Regions from separate parts of the Mus musculus genome. Here region 2 is linked to region 1. The links are chromatin contacts, called in public ChIA-PET maps. All regions are on one chromosome and are shown on one strand. Each heading gives the region's core, a stretch centred on a gene start, on an enhancer-like site or on the middle of the called end of the contact. The rest is flanking DNA. Distances are from core to core; before and after follow the strand shown.

Region 1 (7,474 bases), core at 1,990-4,489:
AAGTGGGAAAAGGAAGGAGGCCTAACTCAGGCACCAGGGCTAATGATTGGCCAGAGTTCTGGCACTGCCCTGATTGACAACCCAGGCTTTTCCAGTAGGGAAAAACAGCAAAAGCAGCTTTCTGTTCTCAGCTCTTGCTGCACACTACTTAAGAACTGTCCTGCCTGGCCAGTGGCGGCCTTTAATTCCTGCTCTTGAGAGCCAGAGGCAGGTGGCCTGGTCTACAGAGTGAGTTCTAGGACAGCCAGGACTACACAGAGAAACCCTGACTCACCATGCCCCACCCCAGACCAAAACAAACAAGGAGAGGGGGGAGAGGGAGAGAACTGTCCCTGGGGTACCAGCTCCACAATCCTTTGGTCCCCTTCTCTCTACTTTCCATCTGTGCCCAGTGTCTCGATGCCCTAGCTCTACTTCCTGTCATGTTCTGACAGTTTCCATGGACGCTCAGCCCCACGTACATGGGGCTACAGTATGGCTTTGGGGGGACAGAGACCACCCTGGCCATGACCCTGATCAGTGTCAGCTCTGATCCTGCAACTCTGCCAATACCCAGGCACCTGGGGCCTCTAGCTTGAGGTTGAGCCCTGACACCAAGGGGCCCAGCCTCTGGCTTTCAGGAGGAAGAAACTGAGGCACAGACCTTGGAGGCTGCTTGCTGAACCGAGCATACACCTTCCTGTTGGAGATGGTGGGGAGCCGCGGGCTTGGGCCACAGGGCTGGTTCAGGTGGATATGCTCAGGTTTAGCTTGAGACTGAACAGGCTCCTTTTAAAGTATAATCCCTGGCTAATTTTAGGGTCTGATCTGTGGCTGAGCAGATATAAAATTACCATCGTGGCTTCCTCTTTTGCCTGAGTAGGTGGGTGGAGGGAAGGCAGGCTGCCCTGTGAAGCAAGGATGGTCCCTGTGCCCTCGTTAGCCTATGGCTTGGTGCCCTGGCTTGGTGGCTAGAATCAAACAGCAGGAGATCAGCACAGAGATGGAGACAGTTCCCCTGGATACCATGAAGTTTAACATGGCGTGGGAGGATGGATAGAGGAGGCAAGATGCAGGCAGCAGGAGGATTTAGGGCTCAAAAGGCCCTGAGGGTTGTATGTGTGTGTGTGTGTGGTGGTGGTGGTGGGGGGGGGGTGGCGGGGACAGGGCACATGGTGGCAGTGCATCCAGGCTCTCTCAGAGCAGTGATCTTATTGAGTACAGGGCACTTCCTTTAGGCACTTCTCAGAGAGGTCGGTGACAGTTTTGCATTTGAATGGTGCTCCTTGTTTGGAATCTTGCTTTGTCTTCTTGGATTAGGGAAGCAACTTCTACCCAGATTTGCACCGTTATAGTGGAAGGAAGGTCCCCGGCCTTTTGCTTGTTTGACCTTAGCTGCTAAGGTCTCAACTTCCTCCTGCCCTCTTCTTTCACTCACCTCTTGGGGTCTCTCTGAGATCAGGACGAAGCCATTGTTGTCTATGACGAAGCAGTCGAGATCCTGGGGTGGGGGGAGAGGCCAGGACAGGAGGTCATAGCCAGGGTTATCGCTGGCTCCAACCCTCCTGCTCACTCTAGCAGCCGAGGAGGGCTGAACCCTGCAGTCAGGGTCAGGAAGGGGGCCTTTGAGGAAGAAGTAGTCCACAGAGCAACACAGGACACTGAACCTGTGCTCTGGGAAGAACTTACAGTGTCCTCGCAGCTCTTCAGGCACGGCCCCTCTACAGCGTTGCACTGGAAGGAAGAAGGGACATCTGTGAACGGTGTGCACCTGCCTGGTAAGTGTGCCTGTATGTAGTGTCAAGTGTGAGGTATGCGTCTATATGTATACAACGTGTATGTGTTACAGGTAGGCTTATGAGTGGTGTGTATGTGGAGTGTCTGAGCACGTTTGATGTGTGGTATATATGCGGTACGTATGTTCTGTGTGCAGGTGCATATCTGTATATGTGCAGTGTGCTATGGACATGAAGGTGTCTTGTACATGGATGCATGCGGACTGTCATGTATGTGGAGGGCCTGTCTGTGGTAAGTGTGTCTGTACATATATCCCTTGTGGTACATTTGGGGAGTGCCTGTTGTATGTGGAGAATCTGCCTGTGGTAGATGCAGTAGATGAGGGCCTGCCTTGTGGACCAGGCACGTGTACATAATGTGTGGGTGTGTCTCAGCAACAGGGTACGGAGCAGCAGGCTGTGCTCTTCTGGGGACAAACATGGGCCACCAGCACAGCCCTGGGGCTTTCATAAGATGGGTTCTCACCATCCCCCTTCATCCCTACACACTTCTACCCTTACTATGCAACTGCCTGTGCCCAAGGCAAGGGACCTGGCAGTCGGGAGTGAAGGACAGAGGGAGCTTCTCGCTGTGAGGAGAACTCTGGCTAGGAGGACAGTGAAGCCTCCTGGGGTGTGTGTGTATGTGTGTGTGTCTCTGTGTGTCTGTGTGTGTCTCTGTGTGTGTGTGTGTGTATGTGTCTGTCTGTGTGTATGTGTGTCTCTGTGTGTGTGTCTCTGTGTGTCTGTGTGTGTGTGTCTGTGTGTGTGTCTCTGTGTGTCTGTGTGTGCATCTCTGTGTGTCTGTGTGTCTGTGTGTGTGTGTATGTGTCTGTCTGTGTGTATGTGTGTCTCTGTGTGTGTGTGTCTCTGTGTGTCTGTGTGTCTGTGTGTGTGTGTCTCTGTGTGTGTGTGTGTATGTGTGTGTCTGTGTGTGTCTCTGTGTGTGTGTCTGTCTGTGTGTATGTGTGTCTCTCTGTGTGTGTCTCTGTGTGTCTGTGTGTGTGTGTGTGTGTGTGTGTGTGTGTGTGTGTGTGTGTATACAGATGACAGAGCAAGGGAAAGTTCCCAGGAGCCTGGACAACAAGTGAGTCCTAGGCCATGGAGAGCAGTGCCAAGCGAAACTCTGCCTTACTCTCTAGCAGACAAGGCTAGGGTGGTTTGGGGGCAACAGCAATGGCCCTGTTGTCTTGGGTCTGATCAGGGACAAGACACTGGAGTGGGAGGGGGAAGAGGCCCAATACGCAGGGTTCCAGGAAGGTCAGAAAAGGCAGAAAGAGAACAGGGGTGTCTCCTGTGGCACTGATAGGCCAGGCTGTGGGGACAGTCCTTCCCAATGGATGGCTTGTTGAGTCCTCTCCCCGCTTCTGGGTCCCCAGTTACCCTACCTGCTGCATGGCTGCCCAGAACTGGCGCTGGAGGTAGTCTGCTTGCATCTGGATGCCCACAGCTGCAGGAAACAGGAAGGAGGAAGGCAGGGCCAGATGAATGTTTGGGGAGGGTGGAGACAGTGAGAGAAGAAAATAACAGCACCCACTTGAAGAGAGGAAGCTTATCACAGCGGCTGAGCTGGGGAGAAGCACGGGCAGGTGGGGACAGCGAAGGCTGAGTCTCTGGTGAGGGGCATCTAGGGCCTCTGGGAGCTTTTCGCACCAGGGCAGTGGATTCTCCCAGTGCGAAAAGCAGTACCAAGAGATGCCAGAGAAAGGACAGGCTCTAAGGCCAGAGATCCAGGAGAATGGCTTCCTCTTCGGTCCCCGGGAGCTCAAAGCTCTGTGCTTTCTTCCCTTTGACCCAGTTGACAAAAGGAGCAGGGGAGAGCATTGTTTCTGCATGATCATGGGACCAAAGGTGGCAAACTGAGTCTGGAATGAAGGCCTTTGTGAGTCTGGCAACTCATGGGCCTCGTGGGTTTCAGCCCTGGTGTAACGTCCTCTGTAAGTCCAGTCCATGTTCACACGCAGGGAGAAAGCTGAGCCGCTGAAGCCCAGGCATAGGCAGACCACCCGAGTTTGCCAGGCCATTTCCTGGAGACCAGGGAGGCCATCAGAGCACAGATGCTTCTCCTGTGATGTCTCCCATCACAGGAACCATCTGCCTCTTTGATTCCCAAATAGGTCTGGAGAACCCAAGGGGGCACTCACATACTAAGAGAAATCTGGGACAAAGAACGACAGGAGAACATGGGGCCAAAGGATAGAAAGGAAAGGCAGAGCTATGCTGAATAGAAGATCTACAAAGTAGGCCAACTTCTTAGTGTCTAGAATAATATTAAAGCCATTCTGGGTGCTCCGGGTGAGTCAGGCACCTTTACAGGCAGGAGGGTGTTTAATTCTTCACAGACTGGCGCTAGCCTCATTTAGACTTCATGGGCTGAGGGAACAGAAGCCGAGTAGAGGTTCTATGGCTCGGCTAAGTTGCCAGCCAAGAAGTAACAAACCTAGCTTCAGTCTGGAGCCCTGAGCCCATAAGGCATAGCTCTGAGTTCTTCCCTCCATGTCTGGGTGGGAGGCCTGGCAGGCAAAATGGTCTGCAGCACGTGGGCAGGTCTCTGATACGCACTGAGCACAGGATTGGCTTCTTCATCACTATGCCACCTGCCTAAGACATTCTAAAGTCACTCGATTTCTGAGGTGGGTATGGGGAGCCTCTGTGATAGGGGCAGCCAGGCTAGCTGGTCCCGGTGGCTGAAAGGGGTTGGTGGGCAGGTAGATCCCTGAGGAGAAGCCATGGACATGCCATCCCCAGTGGGCAAATGCTCTGTCCCAGCAAGTGTGGTGGCACTCAGCTCTCACTTGTCCCCTGAGGGTGCAGGAGCCCCCCGTTCTGCCCTTCTCCCTTTCTCACTGAGGACTGCCCTGGGTGCTCACCACACAGACTTCCTTCACCTGCAGAAACCCTTCCTGCTTCCCAGCACAAGCAGAGGGCAGCGGTGCTGATGTTGAGGGCAGTCGACCCCTTGGGATGGAAGGGAGCTTATGACTTCATCCTGGGCTCTAGTAGTCAAAGGGTCCCAGAGAATCTCCAGAATGGAACTCTCCTCTTTCTTCAGTGGCTCAGGGTGGGGCCCATGGAACCATGCAATTTCCAAGATGGAGAAGGTGCCAGTGACTCTAATAGGGAAGTCTGGAGAAGGTAGGGTTTGCTTCTACCTGAGTGAGAGTCAGGCTTCAGGGCTGGGTGAAGGGCAGACTCTCGGCAGTTCCAGCCCCAGCTCCTACGTACAAGGTCAACTGTCTACCCACTGCAGAATTCGGTATATTACAGCCCACCCTCTACCTCTCCTTGTACTGTCTGCCTTTCAAGACTCATTCCTTCCATGGTGGTCATTTCTCTTGGTTCACCTCTGTTCTGAAGACCTTGGTTCCAGGACGCCATAACAAAATAAGTACACACTGAAAACACACACACACACACACACACACACACACACACACACACACATACTGCTTATTTCTGCTGCGACCACCAAGCCAACCTTCTCTTGCAATGTGCTTTTAGGGTTCCAGTTCCCTCCTCTGGCCTTTCTTTGATCCATTCTCCATATGAGATCTCTCAGAAGATCTCTCAGAAGATCTCTCAGAAGGCCAGACCCCACCACTCCTTCACTTGACCCCCACCCAACCTTCCCATTTAGAGCAGAATTTAGATCCCTGCAAACCCATGCACGAGGCAGCCTTGCTGATGCCTTTGACTTCAGCCTGAATCACTGTCTTCCTCAAACAGGTCAGTTCATTCTACTTCAGGGCATCACGTCAGATGTGTCTTTCTGGAATGCTCTTACTCTAGACCTCAGCACGGCTGGCTGGCATAATCAGATCTCAACTCTCTAAAACCAACTCAAGTCTCAGCATGTGGCAGACTGCCTTGATCTCCCCAGATAAAGCAGCCTTCTCCATCATCATTTGCAGGCTCTCTGTCTCTCTGTCTCTCTGTCTCTCTGTCTCTCTCTCTCTCCCTTTTTTCCCTCTCCTTCTTTCTTCCCCTCTCTCCCTCCCTCTTAACCTCTTCCCCACCCCTCCGTCTCCCTCCCTCTCTCCCTTATTTGCTTTCTCCTTCTCTCTCTTCCTCTCCTCCCTTCCCCCTCCCTCATTATTTGTTCTCTCTCCCTTTCTCCCTTGCTCTGTCTCTTCCTCTCTCTCTTCCTCACCTCCTCTCCCTTCCTCTCTCCCCTTTCCCCCATCCCTCCCCCTCACCCCTCCCCCTTTCTCTCACTGCTGTTTTGTTTTCTAAGTGAGGAGATTTGTTTATGTGGCTGATGTCTCACTGCATGGAGTGGGGTTCACAGAGGGCAAGCAGGCTGCGCTCTGACTCTAGACCTAGAGTCACATTGTCACATAACAGGGCTCAGTAAATGTTTCTTGGGCTAAGTAAATAAATGTGTCAGCACTTGACTGGGAGGCGAGTTCATGGGTGACCTCACTTCCCAGACCTTCCCAGACTCCTCCTCCCCTCTGGAGCACCATTTCATTAGTCACAGTGACCTGCCACCTAAGAGATTTATCTCTGTGCCCCAAGCCCTTTAGCAAACCACTGGGAAATGAGAGATTTAAGTGAGAAACAAAGTGGACCTTCCTTCCTTCTGGTAAGAAGGGCAAGGTGCTGAGACAGAAGTGGGAAGGGAGCACGGGCACAAGAATCTCCAGCCAGGGATCTGCCCTGCCAGAGGCTCGTATTCCCAGGCTCTGGTCCTGTCCCAGCACACCCACAGACGGGGAGCTCAGCCTTCAGCCAGCATCCCTGTCCTTTTGCTGTGGTAGACTCTAGGGACCAGAGGCTCTTGGCACATTCACCGAAGTGCCTGGGAGGACAGACAATCTTCCTGAGTCACCTCGGGCTACCTGTTGTGTGGCTGCATCTGCCCACAATGTTTGATGAGGAGTCGCGGGGTTGGAAGCCTTGCTGAGTGGCTTTCCTGGGATCGTTAAGAGAGCTTTCTTTATGGTTGGGTCTGATTGGTCCCCATCTTAGACCTTGACCTTAGTTTTGAGGAACCTGCCAGGTGAAGGGTAAGTCTCGGATGTCTACCCACCTGCCACAGCTTACCTGAGTCCTTCCCCTGCCCTTGTCCTTCCTGTCCCAGCTGTCTTCCCATCCTTCGGTCCCTCCACAGGGACCTCCTGTGTTTTCCTCTGGGCTCATAGCCTGACAGAACACCTCAGTAAGACCACAGGCAGCTGGGGGCCTTAACAGGGTATTCACCCCTGATCTCTGGTGCTACTTTGTGATCAGGGATGGCACTCAAAGCAAAGCACACACAAACCAGTACAGCAACACACACACACACACACACACACACACACACACACACACACACACACACAAACACACATCAGGGATGGCACTCAAACAAAGCAAAGCACACACAAACCAGTACAGGAACACACACACACACACACACACACACACACACACACACACACACACACACACACACATCTGGAGCACCAATTTTCCCCTGCTGGCCTCTGCACCTGTGTTGATCCTTCTTGGCCTATGATTGGCTAAACAGGGACTGTGAGGGAGGGGCCTGATTTGTGCAGCTGATAGCAGTGGCCTGGAAGGTACTCAGGGAGTGCCAGCATCCTAGGATTCCTGGGTGGAGGCAATTTCAGAGCTCAACCCACCTGCTTATTCTGTAAGTTGAGAACTCAGCACGGGGTAACTGCTCAGCTGCTAACTACTTGAGAAGCAAAAGCATAGATTTAACCAACAGGAGG
Region 2 (6,803 bases), core at 2,172-4,671, 72 kb before region 1:
GAAACTCCACTGCTGGGTAGAGCGCTGGGGTAAGCTGGGGACTCCAGGTTTATAGAGGGGAAAAAAAGGAAGGAGGGAGGGAGGCCCACCGAGACCCCCACTTGTGACACCTTTCTCTAACTAACTTTCTGAAGCCCATCCTTATTTTCTCCATTTGCTTTCTATGACATTGAGAACCCTGGCTCCAGTGGGGAATTTTCTAAAAGGTCGAAAAGTTTTATAAGAAACTAGGTATGGCTTCGTGCCTACATTCTCCTCTCATTTAGGAGACAAGGCGGGGCAGGGGAGGGGGTCTGAAAGATTGAGGCTAGCATTTACCAAATAGCAAGATTCTGTCTCAAAGACATAACAACCACAAACCAACCAGGGGCTGGCAAACCCATGGCTCATGGGTAAAGGTGCTTGCTACAGGCTTATGACCTTGATTTGAAGGTCAACTCTCAAAGGTGCTCTTATAGCTGAGCCTGGGGAGTTCATGCCTTTAATCATAGCTGAGGCAGGTGGATTTACATAGAGAGTTCTAGGACAGCCGGGCTGTATAGAGATACTCTGTCTCAAAAACGGTGGTCCTCCGGCCTTGTGTGTCAATACATATATACAAGCATACCCTTACATAAACGAGTTTAAAACAAATAAGGAAAATTATCTTATAGATAGTTCTCTTAGGTGTACAAAAAGGTATAAATGCTAAAAATTCCTCACAGCAGAGCTAGAATGTCCTAGTTTGCTTTTCATTACCGTGATTAAACACTGGCCAAAGCCAAAGTAGGGGAGGGGTGGACTTATTTGATTTACAGACTGCAGTCCTTCACTGAAGGAGCCAAGGCAGTAACTCACGGTAGGAACCAGGAGCAGAATCTGGAGCAGAGACCATGGAGGAATGCTGTTTACTGACTTGCTCAGCTACTTTTCCTATATGGGCCTGGCCTACTTGCCTAGGGATGGTGCTGCCCACAGTGGGCTTGGCTCACCCACATCAACTGACAATTGAGAAAAATGCCCCATAGACATGCCCAAGCCAATGGAAGTAATTCCTCAATGGGGTTCCCACTTCCCTCTGTGTAGGTTTGTGTCAAGTTCACAAAATTTTGACAGCAAATAATCTTAAAGGAATCTAGAGGCTATCAATAAAGGGACAGAGTACTGCATTTGCCATCTGGAGGCTGAGGAGGAAGGAACTCAATCACATTATGGAAAATTAGCCTAGGCCAGCTAGGGTGGGTGACTGCAATCCTGATACTCTGGAGGCTGAAGCAGGAGGGTAGAGACCTTAAGGCTAGCCTGGGTTACATAGCAAGACCCCCCATCTCAAGCCAGCCAACTAACCAACCAATCCCAAATACTTGAAAAATACCATGAGAAACCTTCACCCACATCTTCTCACCCAGAGTTAAAGCATGGGAGGCTGGAGTTTCATTGCATTTTGACCTTGTGAAAGAGCCTGTCTGGAGACCTGTGTGCCAGGAAAAGGCTTAGCCTTTGAACCTTGAGCAGAATTGGGGCAGAGGGAAACTGTTATCTGGAAGACAGATTATTCTTGCTGTTCTCACAACAGGTTTTGAAATTCTCTGGAGCCATGACCCAACCCCCATTGGCCCCAGCTCTAATCAGCCCCTTTATTTTAGTCTCCCTTTTTGAAACAGTCTGGATGTGAGCCAATATGTCACACGGCTAAGTCACTCTACTCAATCTCTACCAATAAGCTCCAGAGATGGGAAACCTCTGGACTCAGCATGAACCCTATTAATGCTTGACTTAGAAGCACCTATGGAACTCAGATAAGGGGAACATTGAAATATCACCCCATTGATAACTGAACTATCACCCCAATGATAAGGGACAGATCAGGGATAGTATGCTTACTTAGCATGCACAAAGCTCTCTGTTAAAGTTCAAGTTCAGGAAAACACGGAAGAAATGCCAGTCGGTGGTGGCTCAGGCCTTTAATCTCAGAGGCAGAGGCAAGTTGATGTCTGAGTTTGAGGCCAGCCTGGTCTACAGGGTGAGTTCCAGGACAGCCAGGGCTACATAGAGAAATTCTGTCTTGAAAAAACAAAAAAAACAGAAAAGGAGAGAAAGAAAGGAAGAAAAGAAAGAGAGGGGGAGGAAGGGAGGAAGGAAGGAAGCAAGCAAGGAAGGGGAAGAGGAAGAGGAAGAGGAAGGGGAAGGAAAGGAAAGAGCCTAGTCTAGCTGTGTGTGGTATCCCACATTTATAATCCCAACACTCTGGAGAAAGAGCTACTTGGATCTCTATAAAGTCAAGGCCAGTCTATACTATAAAGGGAATTCTTGCCAGCCAGTGCTACATAAGCAATACCTTGTCTCAAAAAAAAAAAAAAAAAAAAAAAAGAGTTACCTAAGGCTATAGAGACAGCTCAGTAGTTAGGAGCACTGGCTTCTCTTCCAGAAGGCCTAGGTTTGGTTGCCAGTACTTAAGTGGTGGCCAACAACCATCTGTAATTCCAGTTTCAAAAAAAAAAAAAATCCAGTCTGTTTTGGTTTTTGTCTAAGGACACCTTTTACTTCACTTGTATTTTATCTGACTGGCAAGCAGGGGACTAACTTGGAAAAGAGGAATGGCGAGAGGCAGGCTACTGTACGAACAGGCTACCACTAGGCTCCTTCCTGTGTTCGTATATGTTATTTTATTTTATTCCTTTCAGATAAACTGTAATGGGTTGTGTGTCACAAGCAGTTGCTGAGATACAACCTCCCACAAACCACAGACCTTCCCTGGGTCTTGTTCCTTGTGGTGAGAATCACAAGCTCTCCCTGGTTACCAAAACTCAGCCAGTGGTGACAGTGGGTTTCTTCCTTTCTGAAAGCACGGCAGGGGTTAGGACAAAGGCTTGAGTGTGTGAGTGCTCGCGTGCGCGCGCGCACACACACACACACACACACACACACACACACTCCCCTTTATAGGTAGTCAAGATTACAGGTTCAAGGAAGGCAAGCTGCCTATTTGACCTGGTGAAGCTGTAGTCAGTTCTGAGAGCACTGCAGTTTTAGAATAGCCTCTACCTAACCAGTGAGGCAAGGAATTAAAATCCCCAAACCCGACACTCACCGAGGTAGGAATTTTGCCATTAGTTTCATGTCAGTGTAGCCTATAGTTTGAGACCCCCCCCAAAAAAAAAACCTGAAAAAAGGGGGTGGAGGTGTAGACTTCTTGTGGAGTGTTTGCCTAGCCTTGGGTTCAGCACCCAGTATCACATAAATAACGGGGTATGTAACCCTGAACATCCCAGTACTTGGGAGGCAGAAGCAGCAGGACTCAATGGCACAGTGAGTTCTGGGGTGGGGGTGGGGTGAGGAGGGGCTGAGGGTGGAACCTGGGCGTTTCAGGTCCCCTGGACTCCTTACTTTGGGGCAGGAAGTCTTCACCATGGCAGAGCTATGTCAACCCTTCCTCTTCTGCGGGCTTGATTGTAACAGAGGCCGTTTCTGTTCTCACTGTACACAGTTGAATATTGAATGTCGAGTGTCTTCCCAGAGGCTTGTATTTAGCTGAGACTTTGCCCCTAGAGAGTGGTTCTATTGGGAATATTGGGACCTTTAGGAGGTGGGGACGAGTGGGAGGGTCACTGGGAGTGTACTCAAAGAGGATATTGTAGGATTCCAGCCTTTCTATTCACTGAGTTCGTGAAACATTTTTATTGCCCCCCCCCCCCCCCCGCCTTCTTTTGAGCCAGGATTTTACTGCCTGTCCCTGGCTGGTCTGGGATTTGCTGTTGACCTTAAACTTACAGAAATTTCTTCTTCCTTTGCTTCTGAGTACTGAGATTAAATCATGTACTACAATGCTTAGCTACGCACCCGGACTCTGACCCCAAATCTTTTCAAGTTTGAGTAATTTACTCAAATGATTCAGAAATCTTGGAGTCAGAGTCCCTGTCGATGTGTTTTTTAAAATGGCAGAGGTATATAATCTGGCGGACGGGAGCATCTCCATAGCCCGTGCTGATCACTTTGTCAGTCATGGTGGCACAGCCTAGTCTACAAAGCAAGGACTAGTTAGTGAGATCCTGTCTCAAAAAAAAAAAAAAAAAAAAATTTAAAAATTCAGTTGGATCCACACAAGCGATGATCATCTTTGGGCCCTCCTGGAAAACTTGACGGAGACGAGGGTCAAGGAGCCCACACCTGGACAAAGGCTGCTTAATTATGCACAACTCTTTTGTTTGTTTGTTTTGGTTTTCGAGACAGGGTTTCTCTGTGTAGCCCTGGCTGTCCTGGAACTCACTTTGTAGACCAGGCTGACCTTGAACTCAGAAATCCGCCTGCTTCTGCCTCCTGAGTGCTGGGATTAAAGGCATGCGCCACCACAATTATGCACAACTCTTGCCTTCTTGTGAGAGTCCCCAGAGCCCAAGTCGGTGCCTAAAGATGGTCTTGGTCTGTCCACTAGACCCTTTGTTTAGTCCCTTTCCCAGTGTGGCCACATTGAATAAATCTCCTCTCTCAGGTTTTTTCAAAGTATTATTTTTATTCTCTGTGTATGAATGTGTTGCCTGCATGTATGCATGCCAGTGCCTACAGAGGCTAAAGTTACAGTTCTGAGCACCTCTCCAGCTCCCTCTGTTTGCTCCTTTTTTCTTCCTGGAGCTCACAGAGATCCTCCTGTCTCCACCTTCTGAGTGCTGGGATTGACTCTTCTTGCTTTTTGAGGCAGGGTCTCATGTAGTCCTGACTTTTCTCAAACTCCATATGTAGCCAAAGATGACCTTGAACTTCAGCTCTTCTGTCTCTTCCTCCTTCTTCCTCCTGGGTGCTGGGATCTCAGGCGTGTATGCCACCAAGCCAAGCTGTTTGTGTCGTGCGCGGGGGATCAAGTGTCTTTGTAGCTTTAGCACTGGGAAATGTGAGCCCTTCACCCGTCCCACTTTCTCAAGACTGTTTTGGCCAGTCCCTATCCATTCTCATTGGACTTTTAGTATCAGTTTGTTAATTTACGCCAGCAAAGGCACGTGTGCAGGTAGGTGTGCCTGCCTGTGCCTTAGTGGACACCAGCAGATGTCAAGCATCCTTCTCCGTCACTTTCCATCTTAACTCCTTGAGAAGGGCTCTCACTGAATCTGCAGCAAGCCTCACTCAACTCATCCTCCTGTTTCCTCTCCACAGCACTGTTGTTTCAGGTGTACCTGAAAACCATGTGGATTTTCTTCATGGGTGCTGGGGATTTGAACTCGGGTCCTTATGCTTGTGCAGCCAAGTGTTCCTACCCACTAAGCTGTGTTGTCAGCCCAAATCATTACTGTCCTGAACTCACTAGGAAGCCAAGGATGATCCCGAGTTTCTGTTCCTTCTGCTTCTACCTCTTGAATGCTAGGGTTCCAGGTACGTGCTACTCTGCTTGCTTTATGTGGTGCTGGAAATGGAACCGGGCTTTTGTCTATACTCGGTAAACACTCTCCTGACTGGATCATAGCGCTAGTCTGTAAATCTTTAATTTATACTGAAATACTCACTGAAATATCTAGCCTCTGCAAGGCCCTGTGCCTTGTCTGACGTGGCGATGTTATAGCATCCGCACCAGCTCATGCCTGACCTAGAGCACGCAGTCTCAACATAAAGAACAGCAATCAAATGAATAAAATGTGCTCAGGTGAGAAAGAGATAGCACTACTCTCGGGATTCATATAGCCCACTTTCTGGTCAATCCGCTCCAATTCATTCATCATTTTTCTACCTCCTCCCTCTCCCTCTCCCTTTCTCTTGGGGTAGGCTAGCCTGGACCTCATTAGGAAGCCTAGGGTGGCCTCAGACTCCTGGTGATCTTCTTGCCTCGGTCTCTGGAATTACAAGTGTGGGCCACCGGGCAGGGTTTCTGAGGGATGAACAATAGAATGAATAAGGAGAAATGAATAGCATGTCCTGGGAATTCAGTCTGTGATGCCTGTTGACAATAAATAAAAACCAGGAATTGAAACTTTAAACTGTACTTTATTCAGAGAGCTGGCAATCTGGGAGGGAAATCTGTCTTCCCCGAAGCATCTCCCCGTATCGTGTTTTACATGGAATCAGAACGAGGGCAATAAATCAGTCCAGAGTTCAGCCTCCTCTCTCTGGCCGGGCAGTTGGCCTTGCCTCTGAGATTCCACTTTTCTTTCCTAATCATGTTTGGTTGCAGAGGGTTCATGTACGCTAAAGGCACCCAGTTTTGCATTCTATCTAGATGACACCTCGTTTGAAGGTAAACCTGAAACAAACAAACCATTAGCAGAGGGCACATGTTGGGTTTCTACCAATGTACATGTTTAGATTTCCTACAAAATGAAGCATGAATGTGCTTTTACAATTCAGAACATAAAATGCTCCAATTTCTCCTCTATCAGAAGGGGTAGATAGTTGGTTTGACTGGAAGATAACACTTGGTACATGCTGAAATCAAAATAAATTTTTGGAATGACATATTAGGCACAGGTCCTTTGCAAGAGCAACAAGTACTGTTGACCACAACATGGTCAACAGCTGTTGAGCCATCTCTCCAGCCCCACTAATTTTTAACCTATATTAAGTTCAAAACCTCTTTGGAAGCGCTCAAAGTCTAAATTCCTTTAAGCTGAACTCCAAGGCCCTCCCCGATCTGTACCTAATATGACATGCCCAGCATCCACATAATAGCTTACACACATCTGTAACCCCAGTTACAAGCGACCTAACAGGCACACATGCTGCACATACGTGCAATGCAAACAAAATATTTATACACACAAAGTAAGTAAATAGATTAAAAAAAAAAGTTCGTATTAGCAGTTGTACATAGAACACGTTTGAATGGTGGAGAGCCTGATGGCAGA

What was found. ChIA-PET counts read pairs in DNA pulled down with a chosen protein or histone mark.
Region 2: a contact with region 1 is called in an RNA polymerase II ChIA-PET map of memory CD8 T cells, with 84 read pairs. The contact joins two enhancer-like sites. A contact is called at or near these places in 1 of 39 promoter capture datasets (stem cell-derived epiblast-like cells), 1 of 484 Hi-C or Micro-C datasets (the G1E-ER4 cell line), 6 of 115 datasets of contacts at active chromatin or transcription factors (the 230-238 cell line, the HPC-7 cell line, embryonic stem cells and 2 more) and 3 of 9 other capture datasets (adipose tissue, liver and pancreatic islet).

What each region holds. Positions count from the first base shown.
Region 1 is chr6:119,332,121-119,339,594 of GRCm38.p6, reverse strand. Cacna2d4 (calcium channel, voltage-dependent, alpha 2/delta subunit 4) reads right to left here. Exons shown (of 38, transcript NM_001033382.3): 27 at 3,143-3,204; 28 at 1,669-1,713; 29 at 1,418-1,480. It also overlaps a transcript of Lrtm2 not described here. Among named protein-coding and RNA genes, the nearest start is that of Lrtm2, 5.1 kb to the right of the region's middle. Within about 2 kb of position 3,239, at least 61 of the 459 cell types and tissues checked have an H3K27ac peak or open chromatin away from gene starts, as enhancers often do. A contact at or near this core is called in the 230-238 cell line, the HPC-7 cell line and memory CD8 T cells, where this site is marked.
Region 2 is chr6:119,404,764-119,411,566 of GRCm38.p6, reverse strand. It overlaps a transcript of Adipor2 not described here. Among named protein-coding and RNA genes, the nearest start is that of Adipor2, 19 kb to the right of the region's middle. Within about 2 kb of position 3,421, at least 91 of the 459 cell types and tissues checked have an H3K27ac peak or open chromatin away from gene starts, as enhancers often do. A contact at or near this core is called in the 230-238 cell line, the HPC-7 cell line and memory CD8 T cells, where this site is marked.